2 separate regions of the Mus musculus genome follow, and region 2 is linked to region 1. A link is a contact called in public HiChIP or PLAC-seq data. All regions are on one chromosome and are shown on one strand. Each heading gives the region's core, a stretch centred on a gene start, on an enhancer-like site or on the middle of the called end of the contact. The rest is flanking DNA. Distances are from core to core; before and after follow the strand shown. Region 1 holds the start of Dgcr2 (DiGeorge syndrome critical region gene 2). Region 2 holds the start of Dgcr8 (DGCR8, microprocessor complex subunit).

The links. HiChIP or PLAC-seq counts read pairs in DNA pulled down with a chosen protein or histone mark.
Region 2: a FOXA1 HiChIP or PLAC-seq map of pancreatic cancer cells shows a contact between it and region 1. The contact joins the promoter of Dgcr8 here to the promoter of Dgcr2 in region 1. A contact is called at or near these places in 2 of 39 promoter capture datasets (the C10 cell line and liver) and 1 of 115 datasets of contacts at active chromatin or transcription factors (pancreatic cancer cells).

Annotation. Positions count from the first base shown.
Region 1 is chr16:17,889,261-17,893,499 of GRCm38.p6, forward strand. It overlaps Dgcr2 (DiGeorge syndrome critical region gene 2), which reads right to left and starts at 2,468. Exons shown (of 10, transcript NM_010048.3): 1 at 2,126-2,468. The coding sequence starts at 2,204.
Region 2 is chr16:18,287,399-18,291,546 of GRCm38.p6, forward strand. Dgcr8 (DGCR8, microprocessor complex subunit) reads right to left here and starts at 1,770. Exons shown (of 14, transcript NM_033324.2): 1 at 1,705-1,770.

The sequences.
Region 1 (4,239 bases), core at 1,218-3,717:
AGACATTATTGCATATGCCAGACAGATTTTGCTGAAGGGACCCTGGTATAGCTGTCTCGTGTGAGGCTATGCCAGTGCCTGGCAAATACAGAAGTGGATGCTCACAGTCATCTATAAGATGGAACACAGGGCCCCCAATGGAGAAGCTAGAGAAAGCACCCAAAGAGCTGAAGGGGTCTGCAACCCTATAGGTGGAACAAAAATATGAACTAACTAGTACCCCCAGAGCTCATGTCTCTAGCTGCATATGTAGCAGAAGATGGCCTAGTCAGCCATCACTGGGAAGAGAGGCCCCTTGGTACTGCAAACTTTATATGCCCCAGTACAGGGGAATGGCAGGGCCAAGAAGAGGGAGTGGGTGGGTAGGGGAGCAGGGCGGAGGGGGGAGGGTATAAGGAACTTTCAGGATAGCATTTGAAATGTATACAACGAAAATATCTAATAAAAAAAAAATCTAACCCAGCAATCCCTGTCTTTGCTGCCCACATCATCAAGGGACATTAGGGTGCTTAGGGTTCTGCAGGACAACTTAAGACAGAACTGTGGGACTGATGCCAAGCTCCAGCCTAGAAAGCCATGGATTCAAGGTCCCATTACTCCCTCCACTGGAGCCTCTTCCACTGTAGGTCCCATTTAGATCGTATGAGGGCTCCCCTGCTGCGCATGTGCACATGGATGGCCTCTGCCATCTTTCTGGGGATGCCCAATACACAGCAATATACTGAAGAATTCATACTTGCTCTCTTCTTCTATACTGAGCACTTCTAAAGAGAGGGTTGTGTGTTCTGCATTCGAATACCTCTATCGTTGGGCAGGCAGCAAGAACTCACATGTCCTTTCTGAAATGCTCTCAGCCAGCTGGCAGGATATAGGAACAGACTGGCAAGGGGCATTGGACCTCACCTGCAAAACTGGACCCAACAATCAGAATGGGTTCACTGTATGCAGAAGTATACAAACATGTTTACCAATATGTAAAAGGTAAGAACCCACAAACCCTTTAGCCTGACAAGAGAATCATATCCACAAGGGTTCCTAGCGGGCTACTTTACAACCAGTCAGTTCACTATGCAGAGCAGCTGGCTTTTCCCTTCCTGGAGCCCAGGGAAACGCTCTGTTCAGTTGAGTGTTGTCTTGGGCTTGGTCACTGAGGCTCTGGCAGACATTTCCACATGGGACAAAAGCACAAAGCCAAGCATTGAAATATGTTGCAGGATGGGAGCTGAGATAGGACACTGCTGAGGGTGCACCCACCTGTTCTGACACCCAGTCATGATGTCACCCATAGAAGACTTGCCTGGGGCATTCCTTCATGGGAACCTTCCTCTGCTAAAAGCATTAAGAGCTCTACTTACCACCGCCCTAGTACAGAGGAGTCTCTGAAAGTTCACAGACAAGACATCCCTGCTGGGATCCCTAAAGGGACAGTGAGGCTGTACTGGTATTCCTGTGCCTGATGGATAAATTGACCTGGCTTTGTTGCGGAAGTAGGGTGCAGTGAAGGTTTTTTTTTGCAGGGGGGGGGGCACAGTTCAGAAGTATCTGAAATAAGCAGAAAAGGGACCTGAGGTTCCCCACCACACAAAACTCCAAGGGAGTATCAAAAGTAGTTAATCACACCACACAAAGCACTAAGTGCCAGGCACCGCTGAAAGGACTCTCCCCTGCACCTGGTACTCAGTTTACTCCCAGTACCTCCTTTGGGCAGGGCTGGACTTCTGTGATAAAGCGTTTCACTAAGTGGCAATGAGCAACCAGACATCGCTGTCCAGGGCTGAAACGCTGGCACTAGGCCACAATTGGGCGGACACTTGGGGCACCAGGTGCCTCCACAAGCTGCTTCCAAGACTTCCACTCAGCCAAGCAGAAGGGTGCGCCCGAGACGCAGCTCCTGGCCAGTGGGTCCCAGAGCACGCGGCGCTCGGTGGACCTGGGTCTAAAGGCAACATCCTCGAGGCTCCGAACCCTGGTACACTCCAATTTGTGCCAGGGCAGGGGACGCCCAGAGGCCCGCGGCCAGGCCTCGCCTGTGCCGGGCCGAGGAGCAGTAGCCCCCAGCAGCCGCGGGGGAACGGACGTCCGCAGCCCCACCCCCGACCGCGCCCCCACCCTCAGCACCGCGCACCTGGCCGCAGCGGCTCGGTGACAGTGAGAACCAGCAGGAAGAGCAGCAGGAAGGCACCGCTGTCTGCCTTGGGCACCATTTATCCTCCGTTCATCGTCCCCGGGGCAGCCGCGTGACCCCGCGGGGAGGCCGGACCTGGCCGAGAGGAGTGGGTGAAGGCCGGACTCCGACCTGGGGCTGAGGGGCGGCAGGCGAGGGATCCAGCTGGGCCGCGGCAAGAGAACGCCACCGACTCGCGCGCACTCTAGGCCGCAGGAGCGGGATGAGATTCCGGCTCGCGCAAGATGGCGGCCGTCCTGCTCCGGCCCGCGCCACCCCGCCTCCGGCCCGCACTAACCAATGAACGCCGAGCTGGGCGGGGGGTGGGGTGGCGGAGGGAGGTAGGACCCGAGCTCCAGACGCGGGGCGGGGCATGAGCACGAGAGGCCTAGGGAATGAGCGAGTGGGCGGGGCCAAGGGCGGGGCTAGCAGGAAATGAGGCGTGCCATTGGCTGAACCGAGAGGTGGGACGCAGCCTTGGCAGCGAGGTACCAAAAGGGGTCCCTAGTGCTGGTAGGGTCACAAGGACTGACAGTGCTGGCGCCAGGGTCTGGGGTGGGTAGGAGTGGGGAATCCGGGATTAGTGAATTGAGGAGGTATAGCTGGACCTGAACGATCTTTACTCCTGGAGGCCCAGGTCTGTCCCAGTGCCAACATATTCCCTAAAGTGGTCTTCTAAACGCCGAACGGCTGTGAAGAAAGTGAAGAGCTCTAGTGAAAATAAAGGACCAGCAGTCTCTGTGGATCAGGGAATGGCACAAAGAATATCAACAGAGGAGGAAATGGCTTAATGGATGTCAGAATCTAACAGAGAAGCCCAGAGTCTCTGGACCAGATCTGGGGAAGGAGCTGCCTATACAATGGAGAAAAAAAGCCCAGGCAGAGACAGGGCTAAAGCCTGGGAACAAGGCTCCACATGCTAAACTCACACCTGCCTTCATGAACAGCATGAACGTGGAAGGAGAGACAGCAAATGAAAAACCAATCTGTTCAGGGGAAGGAAGTGAAAAGTGGGGAAGGCCAGTCACCTCCAGCATATCTGACTCACTCTTATTGCCCCTCCACCAAAGTCCCAGGATTTCAACCTACGATAGATACATGGAGCCATGAGTGAAAGATGCTAACTTGTTATAGGTAGGTAAAGTCAAGGTCAAGTCGTCAGACATTCCAACTTTACCAGGTCTTGGCCCAAGATGTTGGACATAGGACTTGTCACAACAGATGGGGGGTTCCTTGCTGGCAGAAGCAAGGGTACCTGTCCAGTGCTGCTCTGGGCACTCAGATAGTTTTATGGCACATTCCCAGCACTGAGTACAAGATCCAGGCCTAGCCTTCTGCCCCCATACCCACCCCCACTGCAAATCTGCCCTGGGAGCTCAGCCAGAGCTCTGAGTTGGGCAGGTCCTTTGGAGGGAACTCAGCCAAGTGCAGTCTTCCTGCCAACTGTCCACCTGCAGAGCCGCCGTTAAGAGTCCAGGAAAGGTTTGGAAGAGAAAAGAGCAGGACAGGAAGTGAGAAGTCTGGCTGAGCGGTACAATGAAAGCACAGAGTTAACTCCTTAACCCACCACCACCACTACCACCACTGGGCCAGGAGATAAAGAACCTGAAGTCGGCCCAGGTCTGTCTCAGGGCCCAAAACACATTCAAAAGTGCTCTTTTAAAAGGTGAAGCCCCAGGCTGGTGAGATGGCTCAGCAGGTAAGAATACTAACTATTCTTCCAAAGGTCCTGAGTTCAAATCCCAGCAACCACATGGTGGCTCAAAACTACCTGCAATGAGTACATCTGAAGTCAGCTACAGTGTACTTATAATAATAAATAAATCTTTGGGCCGGAGTGAGCAGCAAGCAGAGGTCCTAAAATTTCAACTCCCAACAACCACATGAAGGCTCACAACCATCTGTACAGCTGCAGTGTACTCATATGCATAAAATAAATAGATAAATCTTTTAAAAAAAAAAGGTGAAGCCCCTTACCTCAGGCTGGAGCCAAGCACAAACGAGTTTGTTCACCTTCAGTATGCTCCAGTACACTGACAGACCTTCCAGGTTCTAAGTCCAAGCACCCCAGGCAA
Region 2 (4,148 bases), core at 520-3,019, 400 kb after region 1:
GTAACAATGGCAGCTAAACCTCACACAGGTCCTGCTCTAAGGATTTTATGCAATTCACTCAGTACTCTGACAGAAAGGTTAAACAATTTGCTCAAGGTTACAAAGCTAGGAAGTGGTACAGCTGCTTTGCCACTCAAACAAGCAGGCCTAAGTCTGCACTACCTCAGTTTTATAACACCTTACAATTTAATGAATCACTCTGTGTCCAGAAAACCTAAGAGAGTAAGAGTAGGGATCAAATTAGAAGAGTTTAAAAGCTCACCAGATAGCTTGGACAGGGACTTTAGGTTACAGTTTCTGGGAAATGGTCTGGTGTTGTAAACAGGTGGCAAGGCTTCTTAGGAGATACATGCAGGCCTATGAGAGGCACCAAGGTGACTTTAGACAGGCATAAGGATTGTTCTGGCACGGACTGTGGTTATCTCTTGGAGTGAATCAACCTATTTGGTGTTAAAGTGGAATAGACAACTAGAAGCAGGAGATTGGAGATCAGAAGGGAGGACAGACAGTACTGGAGATGGGAGTCATGGAAGATGTCAAAGGAAACTGATGTGAAAAGTACATAGGATCACATGGGAGGGGAATGATGACAAGAGAAGGCCAAACTGGGCAAACCAGTCAAAATCATGTTTCTCACAAGGTAAAATTCAGACAGCCACTGTGAACTGCCTGCTCCACATGTTTGGCAACACAGCTCAAAGGGTAGCCCTCCTGCCTGTAAACCTCACTATTCTTCAGCTGACTGGACCTATGGATGCAGATTTTGATTTGCCAATTAGACTGTGAGCAAGTCAGACCCACTGCTGGCTCCCCTGGACCCTGGCACAGGGCTTACCCAAAACATGTGAACAACTCCTACTTGCTGAACGGATGGCCAGTGCTACAGCTGCAGCCTCCCGCTCAACCCAAAGGCAGTATGACCTCATCAATTCCTTTGTCACCCCGCAAATCCTATTCTAAACTGAAAGGCCACACTAGCTGGGCCAGCCTTTCACTATCTTCGGTTAGTGATGGATTACAGTGGGAACTGAGCCACTTCCAAGGCTGGGAGTCTAGTTTGAGCCAGCAGAGAGTGGGCACCCTAATAGTGATTGGCATACAAGAGTCAACAACCCAACACAGGACATCTCTGCATCTGGCAATAAGGTACATGCAAGCATGCAAGATGGCAAATCAAATTCCTACCATCAGCAACCCAAATCCACTGGATGATACTACTTGACATGTATCGCTGTCAACAGGTTGCCACTTGCCATTTATTTCTACAACGTTCATTGTTACTGTAAAACCACATTCTGATAAGCTACATGACACTTCATCCACGGGTAATTTGGTGGAGACTTGGGCGGTTTCTTGGCTTTTTCCAAACAAAACAGGCGGAGTTCGGGGCGTTGAGGTGTCCCTGCCCACACCTCTCCCGCCAGAAGGCGAGGCAATGGCTTCGGGCCCACCGCCCAGGGGGCTTCGTTACCAGGCAGACAGCACCCTACGTTCATGATGCCTGGGCTCCGGGCCCGGCCCCCACTGCACAAAGGCCGCGACTCCGCGTGGCCCAGCCCGCCTAGCGCGCCGCGCCCCGCCCCGAGCCCCGGCCTGTGGCCTCGCCCGGGAGGGGTGGGGGTGGAAGGAGGGAAGGAAAGGGCGCAGCCTCTCCAGGCCGCAGCGCCCGCCGCCCGCGGGGCGCCCATCGCGCCCCGCACCTACCTGTGGCGCCCGCGACCTGCCCGAGCCGCCCGCAGCCCGACCACAGCCGGTCGACCCTCACCGACCCCGGCGCCGCCACAACCCGCGAAGGCCCTTGCAAAGCGCTCGGCTCTTGAGACCCGCTGCCGCGCGGGCGAGCGGAAGGCGGGCCTTGGCGGAGGGCTACCAATCACGGCGCACGGCCTCCGCGCATTGGGGGAGCCGGGAGCGGGCTGAGGCGGCCGCCAATCGGCAGCGCGAGGCGCGCGCGGCCCAATTGCGAGGCGCTATGGAGACCGGGATGGGCGGGACCAGCCGCAAGCCTGGCACTTCTAACGGCTGTCGCTCCGGGTGGGGCTGAGTTGCGGCCGCGGGGCGCGCCGGGAGAGAGGCGCGTAGAGGCTGCCGGGAGCCGGGGAGCGCGGGAGTGCGAGGGACGCTGGGAGCTCATCTATGAGCTGGCCTCTGTTGAGCTCAATAGTCACTTTTGAGTTTGCGAATGACAATGGACCTCCGGCTCTGGGTCGTCCCAAGGACAATGTTGGAGGTACACCCATCCTAGAAAGTCAACGGATAAGATGCGCGATGCGGAGGATAGGAAAGGAGTTTTACTCGCAATATCATCACACCAGGAAGGACAAAGATCTGATGACTAAAAATGTTCGCTGTGCTTACAGCATCCTCCGTGTCAAAAAAGGAAGGAGAAGCAGAGCCGATTGGGGGTCCTTTTAGTTTGGGGTGGACCTTAGGTAGGCCTTGCAGACTTGTGTCAGTGCCAAAGACCATAAAGAAACTTAAGCAGTTCCAGACTCATCTGACACCCGTGGTAGCAGTATGAGACTTAGGAAAATTCTTTAGGACAGAAGTGACTCAGAAACAAAATGAAGTTAGCCAGGTCTGTTCCTGAGCCCTTCAAATCCCGAACCCACAAACCATTACTTCATTGCTATAAGCCCGGGACTAAGGTGGGGATAAGTTATATTTATACTATCCAGAACCTCAAATAGTTTAGCTTTCCTTTAGGTTCTGATTCAAGTCAATAAGTGTAATAAAAATTTTATAGAAAACTGTCTGCCGTTAGGCAAACACTTCAGTAATTGCTGCTGGACATGAAAAGTGGATGCTAAAAACACGACTAAAGGGTAACATGTTGAAGAACTCACGGTCTCAGCACACTTGTGTTAATGCTAAAAGCACTGAGTTATATCCCTAAGGTTGGGGAGATTGTATCTATTTTTTTTTTTAAGATATATTTTATTTATATTAGTACACCATTGCTCTCTTCAGACACAACTGAAGAGGGCATCAGATCCCATTACAGATAGTTGTGAGCCACCATGTGGTTGCTGGGAATTGAACTCAGAACCTCTGGAAGAGTAGTAGGTGCTCTTAACCACTGAGCCATCTCTCCAGCCCCAATTGTATCTATTTTAACAAAATAGAAAAGTTTCTCCCCAAAATTCTTAGAAATTGCAAATGGCCGGTCAGTGGTGGCCCACACCTTTAATCCCAGCACTTGGGAGGCAGAAGCAGGCGGATTTCTGAGTTTGAAGCCAGCTTGGTCCTACAGAGTGAGTTCCAGGACAGCCAGGGCTACCAGAGAAACCCTGTCTTTAAAAAAAAAAAAAAAAGAAAGAAAGAAAGAAAAGAAAAAAGAAAGGCCTGGCCTGGAGAAATGGCTCAACACTGACTGCTCTTCCAGAGGTCCTGAGTTCAATTCCCAGTAACCACATGGTGGCTCACAACCATCTGTAGTGGGATCTGATGCCCTCTTCTGGTGTGTCTGAAAACAGCTACAGTGTACTCATAAATAAAATAAATAAATCTTTAAAAAAGAAAAGGCCACCAGCTGTAGGAGGCACAGAGGTCTATGTGCTTACAGATAAGCATTAAGGGATCCTGGAATATGGTGGTGTTCCTTCAAGGGAAGGAGTGCCAAAGAGAGGAGAGGTCAAAGAGTCCATGGCAGAAATGGCAGGTTTTTGTAGGAATCAGAAGCTAAGGGAATCCAGGGAAGACATGAGGTGAAGAGATTTAGGTTAGGGGTGGGGTGAAAAGAGCTGAGAGAAGCTACAGGTACTGAGTGAGCCTGGGGGCCTAGAGGTGCTTTGGTATGCTAGGAACCACAGCCATTTGTCCTGACAACCATCAGAGTCCTGAGTATCTTCAAACCTTTAGGAAAAGCTGAATGCACACTGGGAAGAACTAACATGGGAATGAATGTTGAAGTCAGCACCAAACTTTTGGAGATACAGATTCCCAGCAAGCACAGATAGGCTTTAGATTTCAAGAATGGGAAATAGATCCAAGGAAGGAGGGAAAATATGGGAAAAAAGCTACTATTTGATACTCCAGTCAGTCTTACTATTTTTTGCCTACAAATATGTATGTGTACTAGATGGCCACAGTAGTCAGAAGAGGAAATTGAATCCCCTGGAACTGGAATTGCAATGATTGCAAACCAC